Linked DNA regions of Mus musculus: region 1 is linked to region 2. The links are chromatin contacts, called in public Micro-C maps. All regions are on one chromosome and are shown on one strand. The core of a region is the stretch at or near the end of the contact, and the rest is flanking DNA. Distances in the headings are between cores, read along the strand shown. Region 1 holds the start of C430049B03Rik (RIKEN cDNA C430049B03 gene). Region 2 holds the start of Ccdc160 (coiled-coil domain containing 160).

Evidence for each region. Hi-C and Micro-C count contacts between places; a contact is called where the count stands out from the background.
Region 1: a contact with region 2 is called in a Micro-C map of embryonic stem cells, with 2.2 times the contacts expected there. The contact joins the promoter of C430049B03Rik here to the promoter of Ccdc160 in region 2. A contact is called at or near these places in 3 of 39 promoter capture datasets (embryonic stem cells, liver and stem cell-derived epiblast-like cells) and 1 of 484 Hi-C or Micro-C datasets (embryonic stem cells).

What each region holds. Positions count from the first base shown.
Region 1 is chrX:53,055,327-53,060,202 of GRCm38.p6, forward strand. It overlaps C430049B03Rik (RIKEN cDNA C430049B03 gene), which reads right to left and starts at 1,864. Exons shown (of 4, transcript NR_038185.1): 1 at 1,672-1,864; 2 at 1,332-1,443; 3 at 816-838; 4 at 1-164.
Region 2 is chrX:52,788,637-52,793,937 of GRCm38.p6, forward strand. Ccdc160 (coiled-coil domain containing 160) reads left to right here and starts at 2,564. Exons shown (of 2, transcript NM_001034059.1): 1 at 2,564-2,689.

The sequences.
Region 1 (4,876 bases), core at 614-3,113, 270 kb after region 2:
TCCAGTGCTAACATATGCATTGCTTAGGTCATGATAAATAAAGCCATTAATAATAACAGCCCCACTCCTTAAGTTGGAATGAAAATTCCGTCTTTTCTTGGCTATATTACAAGTCATTTTTACATGGACACGGAATTGTGGAGGAAAAAACCATCGATGGTCACCTTTAAAAAGAGGAGAGAGAAAAGCCGTGTTTAGTAAAGATACAATTATACTTTAAAGATACGTATTTTTCTCCCAATTTAACTTTATGTCCCACACAAATGTCACATCAGAGATTGCAATTCCTCTTAATTTAACATTTCCTTAGTTGACTACTCATAAAAACAAAATTCATTCGAGATAACATCATCAAAAACGAAGGTCTTACTAGATAATTTTGTTAACGAATACACTGGAATCAAATTCATCTCTAGATTATCCTTCATCCATTTCTTTTCTTCCCATCACTCTACAACGACTTATATCCTTAAAAAGCCATCTCACTCCCTGGGTTTGTGTATTTCCCCTTGGGCTTAACTTTACTTACGAAAAGAGAGCACAAAGAGATGTCTGGTCACTTCTAGAGAGGGTCATTCGCTGATACAATAGACAAAGAATCAATACTTTAGGGTTACCATGGCCCCACCCACTTCAGAACCACGACGGGTCAAAATGGCCCCACCCACTTCAGAACTGCGAAGGGTTTGGCCAAATGATTTAAGAGCCAAAGACTAAGCCTCTTCCTCTCTTCCCAGTTGAGAACGTTTTGTCTTTTAATGTTGCAGATGCCATGCGCCCCCACACCCAAAACATGATGCACAGGTCCTCCGCACCTTCCAGCCAAACTTTTCCAATACTGGAAAAAAAAAAAAAACAACTAAACAACCTTGAAAAGTTTTAATTAGCGAGAGACAATGGAAAACGAATTTTACGGTTCTTTCCAGGACATTCTTTACTGCTTACAAATGAGTGGCCCAAAGTCCCATTTACAGTCTGTCAAAACTAGTTGCTCCCCACCCTGGCAAGGCTGACAGCCTGAGGCTGCCCGCCCCTCACTCATTTCTCTCTCCCCACCCCTCCCCGTTTACTCTTCTCAGTCCACTTTCTGAGAAGTTCCCTGGCCACACTCACTTGCTAGACATTTTAAAGATCTGTCCTCCCCCCACCACGACCCCCGGACACGCTTTCCACCCCCACACCCCACCCAGCGCGACGCATAACATTTTTTTGAGAATTATCCCCGTATCTGTTACAGTCTGTAGTGACCAGAGACATAGTTGGGGGCGGGGGGAGGCGGGCCAAAAAGTTCCCTTCCCCCTCGTTTTTTTCTTTTTTAGATTCTAAGTCACCTCTCACTCCACTCGAAAATGGCGCCGAAATCGTAGAACTTCTTAAATTTCATTGTAAGCTTTTTGCAAAGGTTTCTGGGATTTTCCTGCGAAGCTGCTCCTCAGCGTCGACCTAGAAAACAAGCCGGGGAAGCTAGAGAGAGGAAGGAAAAGGCGGGCGGGGAGGCGGACAGACAGACGGACAGCGAGAGAGAAAGGGCGGAGGGGTGTGGCGAGGTTGTGAGGTTAGAAGAGCGAGTCGCGGAGACTTGGGAGGGCGCGAGGTGGCGGTGGTGCGGGACATCGAGGGACAGAGGGACGGACAGCCGGGGAACCGGGGTTCGCGGGGCGAGGGGCTCACAGAGAGGCGTGGCGGAGAAGAACCGGAGCCGGGACGGAGCTGGGCTGGAACCGGGCTGGAATCGGGCTGGAACCGGGCTGGAATCGGGCTGGAATCCGGCTGGAATCGGGTTGGAGCGGTGCTGGAGCCGGCGGAGCTGGCGGAGTTGGGCTGGAGCCGAGCGCACCCCAAGAGGCGAGCGGGAGCAGCCAGCGCCCAGTGGTCCGCAGCAGCCCTAGAAAAAGCCGGCCCGGGGGGCGTGGCCATGCGCTGCTCCGCGCCCCGCCCAACCATTCGCCCGCTCGCTCGGAGGCCCCGGAGCGGAAGGGGGGAGGGGGGAGGCCGTGCGGACACGCAGAGCCACAGCCTTGGCCTGCAGCCAGGAAGGGCCGGGAAGGACACGGGGAGCCTGGAGTGGCCACGTACAGAGAGCCTCATAGCCGCGGGTGCAGGAGACAAAAACCAGGGAGAAAGGGGAAAGGGGAAAAGCGGGAAGGGAAGCAACCAAGCTCCAGCTCAAAGACCCATGCCACAAATGACACTCTAAAGTCACTAGGGCCCAAGTCTTTGGGGCTACCAGGAGGGTACAGGGCGGCTAAGCCAAGCCTCTTAGGACTATTTTTCTTGGGGGTGCCTGAAACAGGATGAGGAAACAAGGGACCCTCAGATTGCAGAAGGGAAGTGCTAGGCGCGCGAGTGTGCCCAGGCTCTGTTGAGTCTTCTGTGCTCTGGCCTCTCTGCCAAACTCTCCCTCAGGTAGAGGACTCCCTTAGGTCCTGGCGGTCCACTTTAGGGGTGGGCATGACACTGAGGCAGGGAACGACAGTTTACTTATACATGTCCAGTCCAAGAAGGAAAGTCTTTACTACTTAAGTTTTGAGTCTGGAGTAGGGAAAGAAAGGGAGTCTTTCTTCTGTATGCTGGATATCTTTAGGGACGGCGCTGTTTACCAGGGAGGTATGAGAACGGTGTTGAAGTTAATAGCAGGGTGTCCAGGGTGACAAGAACTGTGCCTAAGTGTAAAGAGATGAAGTATAAGAGTGATTATGATTTTCAAATGATGCCGCTGACCCAGACAGGCACTCAGAGAGAAGGGGGAACGGGAATGGATTTCAAGGAGCTAACATGAGGTTGCATCTGGGTGGGGAGTCAATAGTCTTTCATTGCACCGCGTTCGCAACTTTCTTGTATATTTGCAAAACGTCACAATAACACAAAGCTGGAAAAACCAGGCATGGTAGCACATGGACCAGTAGAGTCCAGCACTCGGAGGAGGCAGGAGAAACAGAAGTTTAAGGGCGTCCTTGGCTACATAGCAAGTTCGAGGACAGTCTGAGCTTTGTGAAAGACTCAAAAAAAAAAAAAAATCTGGGAGAAATCCCTTATAAAATAGAGCCTGGATGTTAAAAAATAAATAAATAAACTCAGCGTCTCTCTTCCCACCTTTCTTGGGTTGCAGACATCTTTGAGAGAGTGGGATGTAAACTCAGATAGGATTTGGACGGGAAGGGTTTCGCTGGCCTGCAGCAGCTTACACACCCGGGCTCCAAAAGAGACCACAGGGGCAGGTGGAGTGCTGGGTACAAGGCGCTATGTGGGAGCTACTTAGCGCGTTCACTCCGTGACTCTGAAGGAGAGGCTGTTGCCTTAGCAGCTCTTGGCTAAACCTCTACTCCAGCCACCTCTTGTCTAGTCTGGGACTTAGTGGGTTCCTTGGCGCCCTTGACTAGCGAGGACATCTGGGCGTCTGCGAATATCCAGCAGTTGAGCAGCACGCTGGTAGCTGCGGTGCAGCCGCGGGGTCCTCCATGCTCCCAGAGTCAAGCCTAAGTTTTATTTCAGAGGGTAGAAGGCGTGCGGGATAGTTTGGAACCTCAGGAGGGAGCGGGGACAACTACAACAAAACCCACCAGGTGTCAAGAAAAAAAAAGGGGGGGGGGCAATTGCAAAACGGGTAACACATGCGAAAACGGCAGGCAGATACTAAAATCACGGATTCTGAATTCCGCGGTGCTCAGCGCTGCAGTTTCTTGCGCTACTCAACTCTCGCTGTATTTCTATATTTTTACTGTGATACTTCTTCGAGGTTGATCTCATAATCGTGAGTTTTGCGAAAATGATCGCAAAGTTTCAAGGCTTTGCTACAATCGTGTGACCTTAGGCTGATGACTGGGGCTTATTTTCGTTGTTTTTGTTTTGTTTTGTTTTTCTTTCTGGGTTTGGAGGGTGAGAAGACAGGAGGGTAGAGTCTTTCAGGATCTGTAAAACTGTGGGGAGAAATTAGCCAAAAAGATTTTTACAGAACAAGATTTTCTTTTCAGGAAAGAGCTCTCTCTCTCTCTCTCTCTCTCTCTCTCTCTCTCTCTCTCTCTCTCTCTCTGTTCTACGGATAATTTCAGATAGTTTCAGTGTGCACTTAAAACTATTATTAGGACCTACAATTTTTCTATTAATATCTTCACAACACTTTGTGGACCAGACTGAAAGTTTGCCGACCAGCCAGGCGTGACTGACCACGCGGCGACTAAATCCTCGGCTAGATCATTCATAGAGCTCCAGTGTCCTTGGGCTGCGATGCTTTCTTTGGGTTTTTAAGGTTCAGCCTGGTGGGTCAGTTTGTTTGGATTCCTGCACATAAACATTAATTTTCCTACATAAATACCAGAAGATTCCAGCGCTGGGAGATGAAAGATGAATTTGTGACAGGTCTTCTGAAGAAAAATGGCAAGGGCTTTCTTTATTAAACTCCCTTTGCTACATCAGCATATTAAGAGAGCCAGCTGAATATTGATGAATTCTTTGAGGCTGAGTAATATGGCTACAGGCCCAAGAAAGCTAGGGGGGCAGGCTTAAGTATTTACTCAAGTGAACAATCTTCAAATATTTTTTCAAAGATGGCGTCTTAAGGATTTTCTTAGAACATCTGTAGTAAGCCCTGTTCTGCAAATGCCTTCTCACATATTAGGCCCTTCTTGCCTGCCCGAGATAAAAATCTAAAAATCGCCCTAAAAAAGTGGCCTGAAGGTCACCTTGGGATTAAAAAGGGGGACACAGCTCACTAACCAGAATGCTAAGGAGCTTCCAACAGGGGAGTCAGGCATTTCTCACTGGGCAACTAGGAACCAGAAAGAAAAAGCACGGCCTGTAATCCCTTCTCCCTCCTAAAATACTGGTTTAAAGCAATTATTTTCTGAAAAACATGTAAGTTTTTCTATCTACCCCCCCC
Region 2 (5,301 bases), core at 1,314-3,813:
CTGCTTTGCTATGCTATCAGAAAGTAAATCACGTTGGTTCTCTGAACCTTAGTATCCTACATGGTAAAATGAGAAGGCTGGGTTCCATTGCATGATTTGTAATTCACTTATTATCAAGCCAAGTGCCTTGTCACCTCAGTACCGGAAAAGGTTACAGCGGACAGTAAACTGGTGTTTAACTTTCATATTCGTCTAAGATGGTTGTAGTATTGAAAAATGAAATTTTCTGTCCCCATAATTCTTGACTGTTTGCCATTTGATACTTCTAGGACATGAAGGAGTAAGACACATTTGAAACACAGACCAAGGTAATCTTCTCCCATCCTCCCCACCCTCCCCCCAACCTCAGCTCCACCAGGAATATAGTAATAGGGTGGAATTACTTTAAAAGATTTGCAACTTCACATGAAATAAAGGTTTGGCATGATTGATCTTAAGATTCCAAATCCTGTTTTCCATCAGTGTAGTCATATTTACATTTTTTAGGATAGTAATGGAATTATGGAGCAAGATAATGATAGCCACAATTTTTTTCCTGGGGGAGTTACTTCGTCCTGTGCTGTTCTAAGGACTTGAAACTGATTAATTCACTCTTCACAGAACTCTTATGAGTGAGATACAACTACTTCCATTGCGCAAATGGGGAATCTAACACATAGAGCAATCAAGAAAGACTCCTTTATTTTATTAGTAATGGATGCCATAGCAAGCAGAAGTAAATGGAGCCCTTTGAAGACAAGGAAAGCCACTGATTAAAAACGGGGCAATTTGGAAATTTAGTATCAAGAAGCTCATGGAATCCCACAGGCCAATTCTGTCAGGGTCTTTAATAAAACACACAGTGACATGAGACATCTACCTTGTTGACTTTGGTTCTCTAAGGAGGCAAAGGCAGCCAGAGAACAGGGCCTGGGGGCATCTGAATGCAGCCTTGCCGGTTCCCAGACACCTGTTAGATCCGGTTCCCAAGGTTTGAATTTTCAAAAAGTAGCTCCGGTATTGTTCCCAAGTCACTCACCTGTTAGGTCTTTTAAATTAGATTGTAACTTTTAAAATGAACTTAAACCATCTTTCCCTGGAGACCCCAGAGCCGTCATTTCCCTTTCTTTCTCTTGCTATCTGGTGCCCGCAAAACCCCGTGTTTCACAGCCTCCAGTCTCAGCCCGGCATGGGCTATAAAATTTACACTGTGCAACCGACTAATCAAAGCCTGAGGAGACCATTTATTTGTTCCACAAAATAGCATGTTTAGAATAAATAATATGATTAAGGAGGCGGGGTTTTGTCACCCAAGAAACCCCTCGAAAGTTGTGAGGAAGCTTTAAAACTTAAAGAGAAAATTTGGGTGACTGGGGAAAGCGAGTGATTTTTTTTTTCCATTTTTTATTAGGTATTTAGCTCATTTACATTTCCAATGCTATACCAAAAGTCCCCCATATCCACCCACCCCCACTCCCCTGCCCACCCACTCCCCCTTTTTGGCCCTGGTGTTCCCCTGTACTGGGGCATATAAAGTTTGCAAGTCCAATGGGCCTCTCTTTCCAGTGATGGCCGACTAGGCCATCTTTTGATATATATGCAGCTAGAGTCAAGAGCTCCGGGGTACTGGTTAGTTCATAATGTTGTTCCACCTATAGGGTTGCAGATCCCTTTAGCTCCTTGGCTACTTTCTCTAGCTCCTCCATTGGGAGCCCTATGATCCATCCATTAGCTGACTGTGAGCATCCACTTCTGTGTTTGCTAGGCCCCGGCATAGTCTCACAAGAGACAGCTACATCTGGGTCCTTTCAATAAAATCTTGCTAGTGTATGCAATGGTGTCAGCGTTTGGATGCTGATTATGGGGTGGAGTGATTTTTTTTTTTAACCCTTGAGTATAGTGTAAACTAGTTGTCCTCAACGTTTTTACATTCAAATGGGTTCAAGAACAACTTAGGCAAATTCTTGAGTGATAAATGGAGACAATATGGATGGAGAGACAGGCCTCATTTTTTACACAGGTAGAGCCAGGTTCTGACTCAAGGTTCTTTTTAGTGCTTTGCCTAATGTAGAACTTCTGGCTAAGCCATTGGACTGACCTTCGACAGGTACATAAGGTAGAGATGGGGATATGATGCAACTCCCACATTATTAGCAACCCTGACTCCAACCTAAGGTCTTCCAAAGCGAATCCTCCATAACATCCTGTTACTAAATACCAAATCTAGGGGATTAACCCTATGCAACTGCCTCTCCATTTCTCCACAGTCGGTGGTCACATAGCCTTGAGAATCTCCCACATCTAGTCTAATAGTCCCAGCGGTGCATGGGTTTGCCTAGCATTTTCTTGACCTTTCCTATTCTGACTCAGCGTCTTCTCCCTGCTTTCCTATCTCTTGCCTGGCAGAAGCCACCACAGTGGCCGCCCTACCGGGCATGCTCAGTGCTCTGGTCCGGCCTTGACTCCCTGACTAGCAGCAGTACTCAACCTGCAGCGACCGGTTCCTTCAGTGCCCGGTCCCTTTAAATCCATCCGCCTGGTTGCTAGGCAACAGTGCGGCCCGCGCTGGAGCTGCACTGCAGAGGCTCTGCCCCGGGCCAGCCTGGCCGGGTCGTGGTGGCTAGCACTGAACAAGGGGCTGCCTCCTGTCGGTAGTGACCGGCTTCGGGGAAGAGTGGACAGGGCTCTCCAACCGCACCCGCGCTTCCAGGTATGTCTGTGTAAGGGACATCCCGGGTTCCCCTGGCGCGCCCCTCTTTACCCCCTGACTCTCCCAGCAAGAGGGCGGAAAACCAAGGAAGTCCCAGCAGCAGGTTTTTTTTTTTTTCTCTTGAGAGCCCCAGGCTGGAGCTAGCGTGTGTTTGGAAAGAAAAGAAACAGGGCGTGGGAAAGGGGTTGTGGACAGAGAAGTGGGGTCAAGCTTATCCATTCACCCACTAGCTACAGGATCTGGACTGGGAGGTGAAAAGAGTCACCTGCAGTGGGGGTTCTAACAACATCTTGTTCCTGGCCACCTTCTTTTCCATAGAAGCAAGGATGGCAGGAGTTTCAGTTAACCATTCACAGAGAAAAATCCCCAAACTATGCATATAAAGATACAGCTTTATAGCAAGAATGTGACTCCCATAGTAATAAAGTCTAAGCCTTGGGAACTCAGGGGACTCCGTATCTTTTCTTCAAGAAGGGATAATTTCACACTAATAACAAAGAATTGAGGATCATAGCCACACACAGTGCTGAGTTTTCGGTGGCACTTTGTTTCTCTCTCCATATTGCCTAAACAATAGAAGGGACATTCTGTCCAGGGAAGTGGGCACTTGACCCATATGTTAGAACCCTGAAAGATGAAAGCAAAAAAAAAAAAAAAAAAAAAGCGGGACCATTTCTCTGTGTCATGTTTTTACAAATTAACTCTACTCGAAGGAGGGAAGCCAGGCCTAGGTTCCAGCCCTGTGACTCTTGGTAGGCACATTGTAATCAGCAAGCTTCTGTCTCCACCACAGGTGGCTTGTCTGTTCAATACATGCTCAGGGTAAAGAGATAACCGTGGTGAATGCAGTATCAGTGTGGTTCTTGCCCCACTTGACATTTGTATTGCCCGAGGAAGGAAGACGGTAGCATAACACTTGGAAAAATGGGCTGAAAACTTAGAAAGAGAAATGACTTCTGTCTGGTGCCACATTGCAGATAGACCCACAGACATTGTAGGTGTAGCATCTGTGACTTGAATGGACACTTCAGAGAATAACATGGGTTTGGGACATTCTTTAAATTATATTTCCTGTAGGGAGGTGGGGGTGGTGGTGGTGAACTGTTTTTTCCAGCTCAAGCTGGAGGAGACCAGTGACATCCGGTCTAAGACCTTGGACCTCAGGAAGGGTAAGTACAGTTGTTCTGGTTGTTATCTCATCCTGGGAGTTCAGAAGCTCAGAGTCTTGCCCAACATAAACCTTCAACTTTGTAAGCAAAGCATCACTCATCCCTGTCAGCACGCTTCCAAGACGGCCTCATAAACGTTCAAAAGAAAAGTGCCCTGAAGACTTGAGCTAAGTCAAATAAACTTCAGGGGAAACATGAAAGCCCTTGCCTTAAAATGTCATCCCGCGAAGTTCGTAAGCTAGGGAGGACAGTAGAGATTTTCCTTTTTCCTTCTTAAAAACAAAACCCCAAAATAACTCAGTTAAAAATCATTGTTACCAGATACCAGTGTGACCAATATACTTAGCTTCAGGTCTCAATGCTCACCGATGGTAACAGAAAAAGGGAATATGACAGATAGATGTGAAGTGGGGGAGAAAAATGAATTTACTTAATAGTTTTGGAGAGAAAAATCTCTGCTTTTCCCAAACAAAGCCAGTGTGACAGGTTCTAGACACAGCAGGGAATCTCCATATGTAGATTTAGCTGTGAGCCCCAGGTTACTGCTGTCAGGGATCAGAGTGCTTGAGGAGGGCCATTTGCTGTTAACCACCTGTGAAGTAGGTTCCTTATCCCGGTTCCTTACCTTAAGAATCTGCAGCTTCCGGGAAGGCGAGTCTTGAGCGGTTCTGAAAGGTGAGCAGCAGCGTAGCTTGCCACAACCTGCACTTAACCCTTTCTCCAGATTTCCCCTTTCTAGCCTGCCCTCAATGTTGTCTAGTAAGGCATAGCTGGGGCTGCACACAGCTCACTTGGGGTTTCATTTTGTTACTGAGTGGTTTTTTACAACCTAGTGAAAGAGGCTGGGGAATGAAAAAGGTACCCTCAAGGAACCAGGTCAGAATCTTCTGCTTCCTGCCGGAAAGCAACGGGAATAGGGGGAAAGTTACAACTCTTTCTTACTTTTTTTTTTCCTTTTTTTGAGACAGTCTCACTCCGTATCCCTGGCTGCCCTTAACTCATTATGTAGACCAGGCTATCCTTAATTCACTATGTAGACCAGGCTGGCCTCAAAATTACAGAGATCTACCTCCTGAGTACTGGGATTAAAGGCATGCACTGCCATGCCTAGCTGAGGAAAATATTTTCTTTTCCTATTTTGGCTGAGCAGTTTTTTTTTTTCCCCTTGAGAGTCAAAAGAGTGGAAAACATCCAAAGATAAAGAGAGGGGGCTTTTTGGGCTGAGGGGTTGGGAGGATTTTGTTCTCATCTGATGGTCCTTGGGCAATGACTGAAAGTCAGGACTTGTTTTGTTTTGTTTTTCCACACAGACAGGGTTTCTCTGTGTAGCCCTGGCTGTCCTGGAACTCACTCTGTAGACCAGGCTGGCCTTGAACTCAGATATTCGCCTGCTTCTGCCTCACAAGTGCTGGGATTAAAGGTGTGCGCCACCACTGGACTTTT